2 separate regions of the Anas platyrhynchos genome follow, and region 1 is linked to region 2. Evidence: chromatin contacts called from public Hi-C data. All regions are on one chromosome and are shown on one strand. The core of a region is the stretch at or near the end of the contact, and the rest is flanking DNA. Distances in the headings are between cores, read along the strand shown. Region 1 overlaps POLA1 (DNA polymerase alpha 1, catalytic subunit). Region 2 overlaps POLA1 (DNA polymerase alpha 1, catalytic subunit).

Evidence for each region. A called contact is a pair of places that touch in the nucleus more often than the background predicts.
Region 1: a contact with region 2 is called in a Hi-C map of liver, with 2.8 times the contacts expected there. The contact joins two enhancer-like sites. A contact is called at or near these places in 3 of 8 Hi-C or Micro-C datasets (liver, skeletal muscle and small yellow follicle).

What each region holds. Positions count from the first base shown.
Region 1 is chr1:116,816,548-116,823,605 of IASCAAS_PekinDuck_T2T, forward strand. It overlaps POLA1 (DNA polymerase alpha 1, catalytic subunit), which reads left to right. Exons shown (of 37, transcript XM_027449032.3): 29 at 75-280; 30 at 1,565-1,697; 31 at 3,610-3,741. Among named protein-coding and RNA genes, the nearest start is that of POLA1, 75 kb to the left of the region's middle. Within about 2 kb of position 4,709, at least 2 of the 8 cell types and tissues checked have an H3K27ac peak or open chromatin away from gene starts, as enhancers often do.
Region 2 is chr1:116,782,353-116,789,396 of IASCAAS_PekinDuck_T2T, forward strand. All of the region lies in intron 26 of POLA1 (DNA polymerase alpha 1, catalytic subunit), which reads left to right. Among named protein-coding and RNA genes, the nearest start is that of POLA1, 41 kb to the left of the region's middle. Within about 2 kb of position 2,104, at least 1 of the 8 cell types and tissues checked has an H3K27ac peak or open chromatin away from gene starts, as enhancers often do.

The DNA of each region.
Region 1 (7,058 bases), core at 3,459-5,958, 37 kb after region 2:
ACTTAATTCTGTGAAAGTTAAATTTGTCCACAGTTAAAGTGTTGCATTTGGTTTTAATGTTGGTGCATTCACAGATCAAAAATGAAGTGAACAAGCTGTATAAATTGTTGGAGATTGATATTGATGGAGTCTTCAAGTCCTTGCTGTTGTTAAAGAAGAAGAAATACGCTGCTCTTACTGTGGAACCAACAGGGGATGGGAAATACGTAACTAAACAAGAACTGAAAGGGTTGGATATAGTCCGAAGAGATTGGTGTGATCTTGCAAAAGAAACTGGAAAGTGAGTTTCTTTTTGTGGTATTGTCCTTTTTGCTGTTCTAAACAGTACGTGCTTCATAAACATTTGATAACACGTGGCTGTTTCCTGTCCTGTGTAGGTCGGTAGCAAACATCAGAGTTGGGGTATCTCAACTGATTGGTGTAGGAGGTGGTAAACAGTACATTCTGGCACTAGTTACAGATCATGATTTTGCAAGTCCAGGTGTCACTAGCTCCACTGTCTTCACAGCTTCTGTGGAAGCAGTGGATTTGATTTGTTGCAATTTTTATATGTAGTATAATAACCACAGCTGCAATCTTGTGAAAATGGAAGGTGCTACTAGTGTTTGCAGTCATAGGTTCAGATTTTTTTTTTCAAAGATGGCAAAAGAAATTGGTGGTTGACTGTCTCAGCATCCTCTAAGAAAGCAGTCCAAAGTGTACAAGAGAGAAGATAGCTTTCCATAGGACTGTTTGTCTTCCATTTTTCAAATGAAGCTTTTCTGATACTACATTATGATGGATAGTGGATTGATGATTTATGAATTATTGCACAGGACATTTTTATGCTCAACTTCAGTGGAGATAATACTTTTAACAATGTAGGAAAAATCGCCCTGGAGTGGATGGAGAGATGGTCATCAAGGGACTGACTCAACTTACGTTGCATGCTGCCTCTTGAAAACTTAAATTGTGGTCCAAATGCATCTAAAAATGAGTACTTTTTTACATTTGTAAAAATACACCACACACTTGCTTACTGTTCTTAAGACTTGCATTTTCTAAGAAAAGACGCATCATAATAGAAGCAAAATTTTCCAAGTTAGGAATGTATTAGTAATTAAAGCTATACAAATGTTTGAGAGTGTTCTTTAGTGACTAACTCTTCTGCAGCTGGCAGATCTTCCCAACCACATTTTACAGAAATAGGCAAGACTTTGCTTGCTTTAACTTTGTGTGTTCTCTTCTCTCTTCTCCTCGGTTCCCCCATTTCAGATACCTGCTTTGCAATAATAAATGGCAAAGCAAAATGGAACAGAAAATGGAATCTAGTTGGACTCAGCAATTCCAGACCACCGTTTAACATTAGAACTATTTACAATAATTTGCTTAGTAAAATAAATGAATAAATAAAATAAAACACAACAGAAAATATATATCCAGGCAAATTGCTATAAATTTTGGATCAGACTTCATCCTCAGTTTCCTTAACTTGTAGAGGTAACCCATGGGAAGGGAGGAATGTGTTTGCTGTAATGGTTTTGCGTGTTTTAAGCTTTTCTTGATTTCTGAACTGTTTTTGCAGCTATGTAATTGGTCAGATTCTTTCTGATCAGCCCCGAGACATAATTGTGGAAAACATTCAAAGGCGGCTTATAGAAATTGGAGAAAACGTGATGAATGGCCGGATCCCAGTAAATCAGTATGAAATAAACAAGGTAAATGAAGTTTCAGCTCTTTTGTGTCTCAGGAAGCTTTACTGTTCCTGCTACTGACTCCTGATAAAGATCTTTTTAATCCTTATGATGCTGTGAAATGGTTTAGCGGTAGGCTTTGCAGTGCTAAGTTAATGGTTGGACTTGGCCTTAGGGCTTCTCTCCAACCTGTCTGTATGTGCAAAGGGCATAGACTTCTTTCAGTACATAGCTACTATGTGGATCTCTTGTATAACAAATTAAACTTATTTACCACAAAATAAAAACCTGTGCACGCATATTAATTGTTGTTTCCTATGGGGGGCATCTTTTCAAGCAATCTGAAGTCTGCTGCTGTCTGACAATTTGTTTTTTCCTGTGTGTTTGTTCTCCTTAGCTGCTTATTGTGTGTTTTTTATATATATTTAGAAACCCTCTCTATTTTAAACAGTAGTTTTATTTATTTTTATTGTATTTATACTGCTCTTTTTCACTGATGTTTCGTCTTGGCTGTCAGCACAGTGTTTACTGTTGTATGCAAAAGCTTGACTACATACTCCCAATGAGAGAACAGAATTACAGAATAATTTCTGTTCTGAAAATTCCTAGGATTGGTATCCTGCTCTGTGAGATACCGAATAGCATAGAACATACTGCGGAGATCCTACAATATAAGTGAAAACACCTTGTTGAGCTGTAAGCTGGTCTTGCTTTCTCAGAATAATAGCTGTCTCATGTCCCATCCTGCTCTCCTGTCCACTGGTTCTGGACTTTGACAATTACGGGAAAGGCTGTGCTTTCAAAAGTTTTCTCCCAAATCATTATTTTGTATTTCTGGTTGAAAATACTTAAACAGAAGAAAACGATGAAAAGAACCAAGTGTTCTGTTTTATAGAAAACCCATATAAAAGCATAGTGTTGTCAGTTTGTTTCCTTTTAAAGCTCCATAGAAGGAAACTAATACTCGCTTAGAGATCTTACTCAAGACTTTACTACAGCAAGAAGTGAAATACTCTGCTTTATCTACAGGATTTTTAGCAAAAAGTATGTTTTTGGTTTATTTTTATGAATCCTCAATTAAACTTATATTTTGGTCTTCAAAATTCTCCCACTTGCCAGGGGTGTTTGATTAATAAATGGGGTATTATATGCTCCTCTCATGGTTCTGTGAAACAGATATCCTAAATTTACTTCATCTAGAGTGTCTTTCTTTTGCCAGCTGGTCATTTGTTCTGTAAGACAGTGTTAATAAATCAGTTAAGAAATGTGTTCAGGTTGTCATCAGACTGTTAGATAAAACAGTGGGTTTTATGGTTTATGTAAAAATTTTGTCATCCATTTCTTACACACTTCTTACTGCAAATATTGTCACAGTACTTAGTGTCCCAATAATACCTATGGAATAGTTTTCACTTTTAAATGCAGAATTTTCCTGTTTTACTAATTCTGAGATAATTTATGTATTTCCCTATTTAGTCGAATGTGTAAGTTGTTTTTAAGAATTAGGATAAGGGTAAATATTTAAATATAGCAATACAGTTTATATACAGCTTACTGAGTTAAATCTCAGTAGTACGAGATGCATGGAAATGTTTAAATGCAGTCATTTGATACAGAGCTTGTTAAAATACACTTACCTGCTTAATAATCAGATCTGCTTTATAACCTGAACTGCTGCAGGGCTAAAGGTGAAATGTCTGGCTCTGTTTTTCTATTTTGTGTAATGTTTTCAACTTCAATTAGTTCAAATTGAAAACGATTGCATTATATCTCTATTATGTCTTTTTTTTTTTCATATTGCAAATGTACAAGTGGATAGTAGGTAGATGAAGATGGCTACCATGTAGTCTTGTCTCTTAAAGTTGTGAGTTGTCCATCACTGAGGTAAAATACTTTTCTCACAGTTATGTCTCTCTTTTCTCCTTTGATCTTTTAGGCCTTGACAAAAGATCCACAGGATTATCCTGACAAAAAAAGCTTACCACATGTGCATGTTGCCATGTGGATAAACTCTCAAGGAGGCCGAAAGGTGAAGGCAGGAGATACAGTGTCATATATCATTTGTCAGGTAAAAATGTCTTTATTGATAGCTGAATGCTAGATACTGTTTTGAGAGATGACAATGAAAACCAACTCCTGGAAAAATGTTTTGATGTTTGCTTGTTTGCAGTGAGATTACATTGTAGTTTAAAACAGTTCTCTATGATAGATTTGGTTTTATAGGGTCAGGAAAAACAGGCATGATCAGTTCAGCTCATCTGGTCATTTCCATATAATGGCTTAAAATTTCCCCACATTTTTGTTAGTATTTAATTATTACTAATTAATTTTAAAGAATGCATCCAACCTTTGTTTTAAGGAGAAAAACAGTTCTGGTGGCGAAGAACCTGTCATTTTTGCAAAACTCTTTGGTGGTGGCAGTTAAATATTGTTGTTCCAGTCTCAGCCTGTGTCTTTCCAGTTCATAGATGCGGTGCCAGATTCAATGACTGTGGGTTAGACCAGGGAATTTGAGGAGCCTTCTGTTTTCAGGTGTTTATCCTGTAAATGGTTTTACAACTTCCTAAGATGACATCATCTTAGTGACAGCCAGAACAGTGAAGTGGTTGTTTTTTTGTTTGTGTTTTTTTTTTTTTTTGAACTGCTTTGCACTGAGACATACTTCCTTTTTTCTGGGCTGTTGACAATTTTTGTGGGGCTTTCTTTTGGGATGGGGAGATGCACTATCTAAGTATGATAGTGTATCAGTGTCAAATATACATTTAATTCCACTTTACAAATTTCATTAAATTATTCTGTTCATGCATCTGAGAATTATTTTTGTCTATAACCCCATACCAGTCATTCACTTTGCTGATTCAACATGATAACCTTAGCTTTTTTTCTTCTGTGAAGATTTTGGAAATTGAGTCACCAGCTCCTTCCAATCCCCAAAATACTACAAGAAACTCCCAAATATGTGTGTATACTGTGTTGCATGTACTGTGACTCTTTGAAGAGCCCAAGTCTGACATTGAGTCACGTTCCTTTACTCTGAAGCTAAGCTGCTGGAAGGAGTTCAAAAATGCCCTTAGGAACATGGCCTAAGTGTGTTTGGGTGTGCGGTGCAGTGGGAGGAATGTGCCACGCTCCTTTCCACATGCAAGTGGGAAGGGATTACGGCACCCTTCTACATGAAGCATGGAAGCTTTTAACCCATTCCCCTCTCATTATCGTTGACATCACTGTGCCTTTCCAGCCACTTCTCCACAGCATTCTTGTTACTCTGATCTTGAGCGTGAACTGGAGAAAAATAAAAACCTCCACAGGTATAAAACTCATAAGAAAGTTCCTGCCCTCTGTTGATGAAAGCTTGCTTGGAGTTCTATAGAACTAGTTGGAGAACATTTTGGATTTGCTTTTTAGTTGGAAGTTCTTTATTGTCGTTAGTGTTTTTCAGCTCATAAAACTGGCATAGTTTCTTTCCCTCTGCTGGTAAGCTCACCTGATGGAGTTCTGTAGGGAAGTGTGGAATTACTTGAGGCTGCTTTCTGCTAAATGAAGCTTGAGTGAGTCAGCTTTATTTCCTTGTCATCTTCTCTGACTGCTGGTAAATTCTGCTTCTCCTGGGAAATACAGTTGTTACAATAAAATCCAGTAGGCCTTTTATTTTAATTTAATACCAGTACACTGTTCTTAGTCATCTTACCATGTGTTTGACCATCTGCTTAATATTTATTAGCGCTTCCGTGTGAAGTAACCTGGCCTGAAAATACTTTGCTGTGTCTGTGCTCATTTAAAAGGAAGCAGGCTAAGTTCTGCTGCTGAAGACTGGAAGTAATTAGTGTCCTTCCTTAGGCAGCGCTGTCTACTGCGTGTGCTAAGGAAACATTAAAAAATGTAGGTGACACATGTGGAATGTATGTCAGCATGTTACCTGCTGTTACACAGCAGAGGGATGCTCCAGAGTCATGGATGTTTTAAAAACTCCACTGCTTGATTTTTGGATGCTTGGTATCATTGTCTTTCAGGTGTTTAAATGTGTTTATGAAATGTGGACCTCTTAGTAGCTAGGTACTGATGTGAGTGACTTGGATATTGTTATTTCATGAATACATACTCTAGTTTGGATTTGCTTAAAAATATAAAAACTGAGTTGGATTAAATGAGCCAAGGGATCTCTTATGCAAAACTGACGGGCTTGTGAACGCTACAACATATCCCTATTTCATCTCCTTTATCTTTAAAAACTGAAACATATTGTTTTTGACTTAATTGAGAGTACTTATCCTGGTATGAAGAAGCTGCCAAGACTTAGGAGAGCTGGGCCCTGGGTACGGCTGAGCAATGACACAATGCAAGAGAAGAATGTACTTGTTGAAAGAAGAGAGCTGAAGGAATTGCATTACAATTATTTTAGCAAAGCAGCTGGATGAGCTGAATAGTCCTAAATTAATTTTGTTCTGAATACTGAGTTGTCTGAAAGGAGTAGGAGGGACCAATGGCTTGCAGTCTGTCTTTTTTAGTGATGGATTTTCAGTCCATGGTTGCTGACCCTGTAGAAGCTGGTATCTTGCCTTATCTGCAAAAGGAAGGTGTCGTGTTAATGCTAACTTTTATTTAGCTGTGAGAAAGGCAAGAGGACTGTATACTTAGCAAAAAATACATTTTGGTCTCCTTCCCCCACCCCTTCAAGGTTTACTTGTATTCCTGAATACTTGATAAAATCCTACTGTAAGTTCTGCTGTAGGATTTTGACATACATTAGAAATACAGTTTCCTAGTGTAGTTGTGGACTGGTAATAAGTTGCATTCTACTGAAGAGTACAATCCTTTTAGAGTTGATACTTAATTCCTCTGCAAACACTGTTCATAGTTTAATTACCTTCCCAAATCTATTTATTTTTCCCTCATATTTCTGTTTTGAGTTGGAGAAGAATTGAATATATACTCTAAGCCTCTGAGTGGCGTTTCTCTTTTGTGTTTCTTCCAGTATTTTTTACTCTTTCAATTGGATCCTATTGCCTCTTGTCATTTATTTTCATGCCAATAAATGGTGGTCCATTCTCTGACCATTCATTCTGTTTGCTTTTTATAGAATCAAAGCATATAAATTTCTTAGCAAAAGAGATATAGTTTCAATATCCAGGACTTGGAATTTGCTTGTTGTGCAAAATGATAATGCTAGTTTAGTACAAAGTGAATCCAAAATGCATGCCCTCTGCATATTTTTAACTGGGCTGATGGTTACAATGTGTTTTCATTGTGCATTTCAGAATTGACAGATGGGACTGTTTACTCTGTCTACTCTTACTGATTTGCACGTGTAGGCTGCAATAATACAAGCTGGATTTACATTCTTGAACTTGCTAGTTGATGCCAGCATCAGCAGTGTATTTTTTTTAC
Region 2 (7,044 bases), core at 854-3,353:
GGTGGTTGCTAATGGCTATCACTCAAAACCATGGCCTTTAATTTTTCTACATTGGTTTTCATTGTTACGCATTTTTGCCCATGTCGCCACCAAACTTGCTTTTGAAAGGAAAATCACACATTTGCTGTTTTCAGCCAAGCTAACAGGTAGATCTGCTGTTACAGTATGCAAAATAGAAGGGGGAGAAAGGCAATTGGGCTAATTCCAACTTTCTCATTGAGATCCTTAGATACATTCTCAATTAATAATTAGTTTAAGGCCCTGGCAGTCAAAAGGAATGAATAAAAGCATGTTATTGCAGCAGTCTGGGAAAAGAAAGGATGAGGGAGGAGAAAGACAAAGTGGAGAAAGATGAGCTCACTTAAAGTAAAATAAAAAAATAAGGAAGGGTAGGTAAGCAGGCTAATGGCTGTCTGTTGTAATTGTATTGTGTAAAAAAAAATAAAAATAAATCCAGGCATCTGTGCTTTTTTTTTTCCAAGTCTTGTTCATCCAGGTAAATTGATCATCATGTTCTTTCTCTTAATAGCTTCTACAGCCTTTGTTAAGCAGACTGCATAAACTGTCATGTGAGTGGGGCAATTGTCAGGTACCTGGTTTCTTCCATGTAGTAGCATGGAAGAAACGGGAATGTTAGATGAGGGAAAGGAGCCTCCGAAATTCTCATCTAAGCATGCCATCTATATTTAAACAAGGAATACATTATCAGCGTTACATTTTTGGAAGACTTAGAACTTGGTAACAAAAGTCTAGGCAAAGAGTTTCTTAATTGCTTTTAAATATAGAAATGACAAACTGAAATCTTCCGAGAAGTAGCGCGAAGTTGTTGCAGTGTCCCGAAATGGAAGCTGTTGGTGTCAAACCAGTGCTCACTATTGTTAAATTGATCGTTATCTATGCAATTGTGAGCCAGTAGAAAAGCTGTGTACATTCTTCTGCATGCTAATATCCAAAGCAAGTTACAATAGACATTTTGAGGGAAAGGCTGCTTACAATCTGAAAATGCAAACTGAGTGCCAAGTAGTAGAAAAATTGTGGAACATCTTAACATTTGTTGAAATTGAATATTATTATTTTAAGTCAAGTGCGTGAGATGGCATCTGGTCTGATAAAGACTTCTGTATCTCCAAAGAGAGGAAATGAAATATTTCAATTAAAAACCATGGCCAGAATATTCAGTGTGAGAAGGAAATCAGCTTGAAGGAGAGTTTTCATTTTATTTTATTTTTGGGTGGTGTTCTTTAACGAACAGAAAGGTTTTATGCAATGGATGTTCACTTAGAAATGTTGAGGAAGGTTGATCAGATGTGAGAGGTACAGCAAGTTGGAGGGATACAGAGGCTTTATTTTTTGCGGCTGCTTATTTTACGATTGTGCTGTCACCGGAGGTGTGGTGCCTTTCACTTCCTGACTGCTGATTTCCATGGATGGGTTCTAGCAATTGCATGGCCACATGGTGAGTTGGATCAGCCTGGTGGTCTGACTTGAAAACTAACTCTAGGGGAAAACCAAATTGATTTTTGTTGGATCAATGACTCAGTGACTCACTGCATGCTCTTAGAGCTGATAGAAAGGAGGAGGTCAGAAATTGGGGGCAGACCCAGTATGAGATACAAGGGGTCAAGCATCACCAGCCTTTTTCCTGCTCACACCTGACTGTGAAACTGTAGGATTAGTGTTAATAGGATGAACACTTGGGGTTTTTATTTGTTTGTGTTTTTCCTCCTCCTGTACTTTTATTTCTTCTTATGGTTTCCTATCTTGCATTTTGTTCCCGTGTTGCCAAAAGATACAGCTTTTGCTTGAATCTTAACGTGGCTGCCTAGGTAACAGCAAGATACTCCTCACTCAAAATCGTGGTAAAACTGAGAGCCGGGGTATGAGGAGACTTTAAGGAGCAAGGACTCTGGCATATTTTTCAGAGTATCTGAAATGTAGCAGTACGTGCCCTTGTAGGAGCCACGTGTGTTGGGTGAGAGCTGGTCCCTCAGGATTAGGAGAGGTGGAAATGTCTGTCCACATCCAGTGGCAACAGGAAGGACTCGCGTATGCCATAAAATGGTGGGCATATGTGAATTCAGAGAGTTTGCCACACTTTGGCTTTAGAATAACTGAAGAAATAATTTCATCCTGCCTATAATATTGTAGGAATTATGAGATTCAAAAAAAAAAAACATCTTTTGTGGTTCTTTTCTCTGAGTACAGGCATGGAGATGCCTCATAGAAGAGGTATGTAGGAGCACAGGAGCTCCACCCTGAAGATGTCTGCTTTTGCAACAACACAGCTCCATTTGTAAACTGATTAAGTTCCATTTTCAAATAAGTACGTTTTCTAATACCCACTATTAAGGTTGGAGGAATACCAGTGCTAACTGCTGTTTAATTTTTTCTCTAGCCTGTGTATTTGTTAGCACCGTAAGTCTCTGCAGTATGTGTTTTCTTAGTGCGTTGGTAGCTTGCCATAAAATATTTGGGTTTTTGAGACTTAACAGAAGTTGTGCTTCAGGATATTATTGCCTCACTCATTTATCTTAAATTGGACTTCGGCCTATTCTAGAAACCATGGTTTTAGATAACTAGATGCTAATAAAATGTTCAGAATATGAGACGTCAAATTAAGGGAGAAAATCCATTTTCCTTTTCAAGCACTCCTGTACTCCTAAGAGTATAGAAAAATGATCTAACTGAAGTGTCTGTTTCCCACAAGACTTAAATATTCATACTGTTCTCAAAAATGTGACACTTTGATCTCACAACCAGCATTCACGTGTATTTCCTGGGAACGTTGCCCACTGTGCAAAAGCTCTCTGTTGTGAAATGCACGTTATTAGAAGGTCAGTTTTGCTGCATAGATTGTCCTGTGGTCTCTTGCATGTATGGCCTTTTGCTGGGCCTATACCAGGATTCATTGGCTTAATTTAGAAGATGTACATGAACAGCTTATGCTATTCTCAGATGAGGTGGTTTGTTCAAGACCTCTGTTTATCTGTGGGAGGCAGACTGTTTCTACTGCTGTTGGTACAGCACACTTGTTAGAATACAGGATGTTCTGATACGTGACATCAAGAATTCTGCTTGGAACAAAGGGTTCTTGAAAGCTAGACATAGTTCAGCAAGGTGAGATGTGTTACTTGATGCAGACTTTTTTAATGTAGGTAGGCAAGGTTTGACGCAAAGAAAGCTGTAAGTCAGGCCTATAGACTAAACTAATTTCTTCAGACTTCCTCTGCAGAAGAGAGGAGGCAGTGCCAAAGCACTGAAATGAATAATGAATGAAATAAATCCCCTCCAAATTTTAGAGTTTGATAAATGGTTGAAATGCATGTGAAAGCCTAACCTACATTTGCTCTCTTTATTTTCATTCCAGGGGCTTTACATAATATAATGCAGGAGGTGTTGCTGGTGGTAGTGTTGTCTTCAGCTTCAGGCTATGCCCTTTATCAGACTTACTGGGTAAGGTTTCAGGGAGTAGGGTTAGATTATATGTGTTGATATCTGGTCTACAATTTGATACTTGCGTGCATTTGCTGATTTGAGCAACTAAAAATCCCATTTTAACACTTGGTTTAGCAAAATTAAAAAAAAAAATACAGCTCCCTTTATCTTTCTCATGTCTAGTCTTTTGTGTTTTCATAGTTCTAACTGACAGTCTTATGGGGAAAAAAAATATTTTTTTAGGTTGTCATTTGAACCTTACTGCAGGTACTACCTCCCAGCAGCCATATCTAGCTGAGCTTGTGCTAGGCTTGGTGATTACATGAGACTGGAGAAACACTTAAAATTTGGGTAATGACGTTGGGAAGCTCTGTATGTTGTTTTTTAAGACGTAAAAAAAATCACCAAAGTTTCCGAGTCCTACTGAGATAGGAGTAGACAGTTGTAGCCAAACAGTTGCTTCACTGATTCATCTCAGATTGATTAAGCCTCCTTAAGTTAATGCTTTCTTTATAATTGCTTGCCTTGTTCGTGGAATGGACCAGAAATTGGTGGGTTTAAATGAATGGAAGTTATCAGGAGAGCGGGACTGTGTGCTGAGCTGCTTTGCTGAAGTTCAAGGTCACGTTTCCTGGAAGACCTGCGTAAGAAAGGTTTGTGATTGTGATGCAGAAGATCTCCAGGTACAAACAGCTTTTTGTTCAAGTAAAGGGAACCTGCAGAACAGTTGTCCAGAAAAAGGGTAATTACCCTAAGGTAATCATTGTTTCCATGGGCAGCTTTCCCCCTTCAGTTTGGTGTTCTTAGTTGTTTTCTTTATGTCCTCATTCTGTTAGGCAGTGCCGCAGCTGATACACTAAGGGTTAACTTCCTCTTTTCTCTGATTGACTTTAGTGTAGCGAATGTTTTCTGGTGTTAGTTCACTGTTCTTCCTTGGTGCTTTTTATGTTACTGGGATACCCATCTATCAAAGGCTTTCTTGTATTTTAATTTGGAATTAACGCATGGAAGACTGACACAAAACCACAAGGAAATCTCAACTCAGTTTTCTAAGTGTTTTGCAGACTTCCCATTAGTTTTGTTCTGATTGGAATTTCACTTGCTGAACCTAGGACTTCCTTGACTTTGATTTTTTTTTGAACTCCCTGGCTATGAGGCAATGACAGCTGATGTTTTGGTTTTCATGCAAGAACTTCAATTTCATCCCCTCCCTCTCCCTGTCTCTCTCGGAACTCAGCATAATTAGTATCTTTTAACTTAGGCAAATATCATTTCTGTATTGGCACAGAAATCTATCAGTTTCTTTAAGTCATAATAGCTCACTTGTCTTGATGTTTTAATATATATTATACCTCTTTTTTTTTTTTTTTTTTTGCTTCAATGCATAACTTTATATTTTCCAACTTACAGTTAAAAGTAGTCATCCTAGAGGAAAAGAAAAATCAATGAGAAGCCTGTACTTAGACTGAGAACCCCTGCAGAAAGCTTTGATTAGAGAAAAGCTTTAGATCTGACTCTTACACACAATTGTCCATCAGGTGGCCAGTCATTTTGGCATGTACCACTATATACCACAGGTGCTAGAGATGGAAAAAGGTCTATTACATCATGTAGTTCATCTTCCAAAATATGTATATAGTTAATTCAGTGAGACAACTCTGTTCTGTTGTCGAAGACTGTTGTCCTTCAAGAGACCAATTCCAGTTTTAATTTTGCCATGGCTTGTGATCTGATTGCTTTTAATCACTAATTTTTAATAGATTTGAAGGCTGACGATGAGCCTGCCTTCAGTAGGAATGAGTTAATTGACAGGTGTCCTGAAGTTCCACGTTCTTGGCAGCGGTCCAGGATGACAGAGCAATAATGATTTAGAAACTGTCATTCCTTCCTTGTTAAAGGATTGAAGGAAATCTGTGAAGTTATTAACTACTACTCACCTCTAACAGATTGTGAGAAGATCATTATGGCATCTAATTAGTTTAGATTACCTCCTTTATGCTGAATGTTTTATTTATTTATTAAATTCCTTTGCGTACTGACTTTTCTTTTCCCTTTAATGTTCTAGATGGTTATTCTGGGGATTTGAGTTATGGGATCATGTTACTGTGTGGTGTAATTAGTAAAGCTATTTAAATGTTATCTGGAACCCATTTACTGTATCTCTCAGTTACTGCTGAGTTCAATGGGAATGCTTTTATGTAAATCATGGAACGATGCTTCTGACTTCTAACAAGATTGGGCTGACTTTAGGGGGCTGAAATGCTTCATCTAGGAAAAAAAATGTCTTGTTGAACCAAGGATGGAAGAGTATAAAAGCTGCCACTTGCCAAAAGTGTATTGTGCTGACATATATATACATACAAATTGAATTAGTTTTGGTACTCCTACAGTGGGAAAATTCTCACTGATCCTAAAAAAAATAAAAAAATAAAATAGGGGAAAGCTGTCACACAATAAATTTTCCTCTGAACTTGCATTCTCTTTGTCAAAGTGGGCCAATGTTCCTTGAGACCTTACCCTGTAGGCTACAATTTCTACATCTCTCTGACTCTTCAGCTGGCATATTTGGAACTGGAAACTGATCACTTGGTGGGGAGGGGGCAGATTCTTTCCTTTTACTTCCTTCTGTGTCATTCTTTAATGAATGTGATTCTTTTTATGGTTAGGGACTACTTGCACTTTTATAGTGACCTAATGGCTTTCATAATAATTCTGGTTGCTTTTAGGCTTCTTCAGTCCTAATCTTGTTGGATTTTACAAGCAAATGCATTTTTTTTCCTCCATTCAAATAAAAACCCTTTCTTTTCCCTACCCCTCCTCTAGTCCAGACCTTTTGCTATCTGTTATTTTGCTGGTGGATCTTGAACTTTTATTTTTCAATTATTTGACGAAAGTAATTGGTGGTCTCTCATCTTTCATATATAAGCAAGTAATCTAGTTTGTGTTTTTTGTCGTCGTTGTTTTTTTTTCAGTAAGATGTGTTTCTGACATGCTGACCAAGGGAAGATTAATAAATTGTGGCTTGTGTTTGTGTCTCTCAGTTTTCAGCCTGCAGTGTGAGCTTGTGTCACTCTGTCATAAATACTGTGTTAAATTACAGCAATTTTTTTTAAGAAACTGTTTGATTTTTTGCCAGGGATTCCTGAGCCATCTAGTAATAGTTTCAGGGATCCTATTCCTTCTCTGAAAATCAGTGCCAATTTTGGACTGTGCAGCTGTCCCAGTTTCCTTTTCATTAATTTTCACCGTAGGAATAAATGTTTGTTGTTGTCCAGTGTTTATTATATTAGCTTATTAAATGTCAGCTATTTCCTTCCCCAAAGGGATTTTGCTTTAATTTTTTTTCCCCCCAATGGAAAAAAAAAAAAGTAATATATCTGTCAGAGGAGATCTGGATATGGTACAGCAGTATGAAGTGGCATTTATCTGACTGCTCCAGAAAGGATCCTTCTGTTATTCCATACAGTACCGCATAGTTTTAAGCTCAGCTGGTCTGCATAATAGGGGAGAGCCTCTCTGCTAAGTCAAGCAACTTCTTTTGCTGCAAAGAGCATGTGAAGCATGCATGGTAATAGATTAGCACAATTATCAAGTATCAGTACTGACATA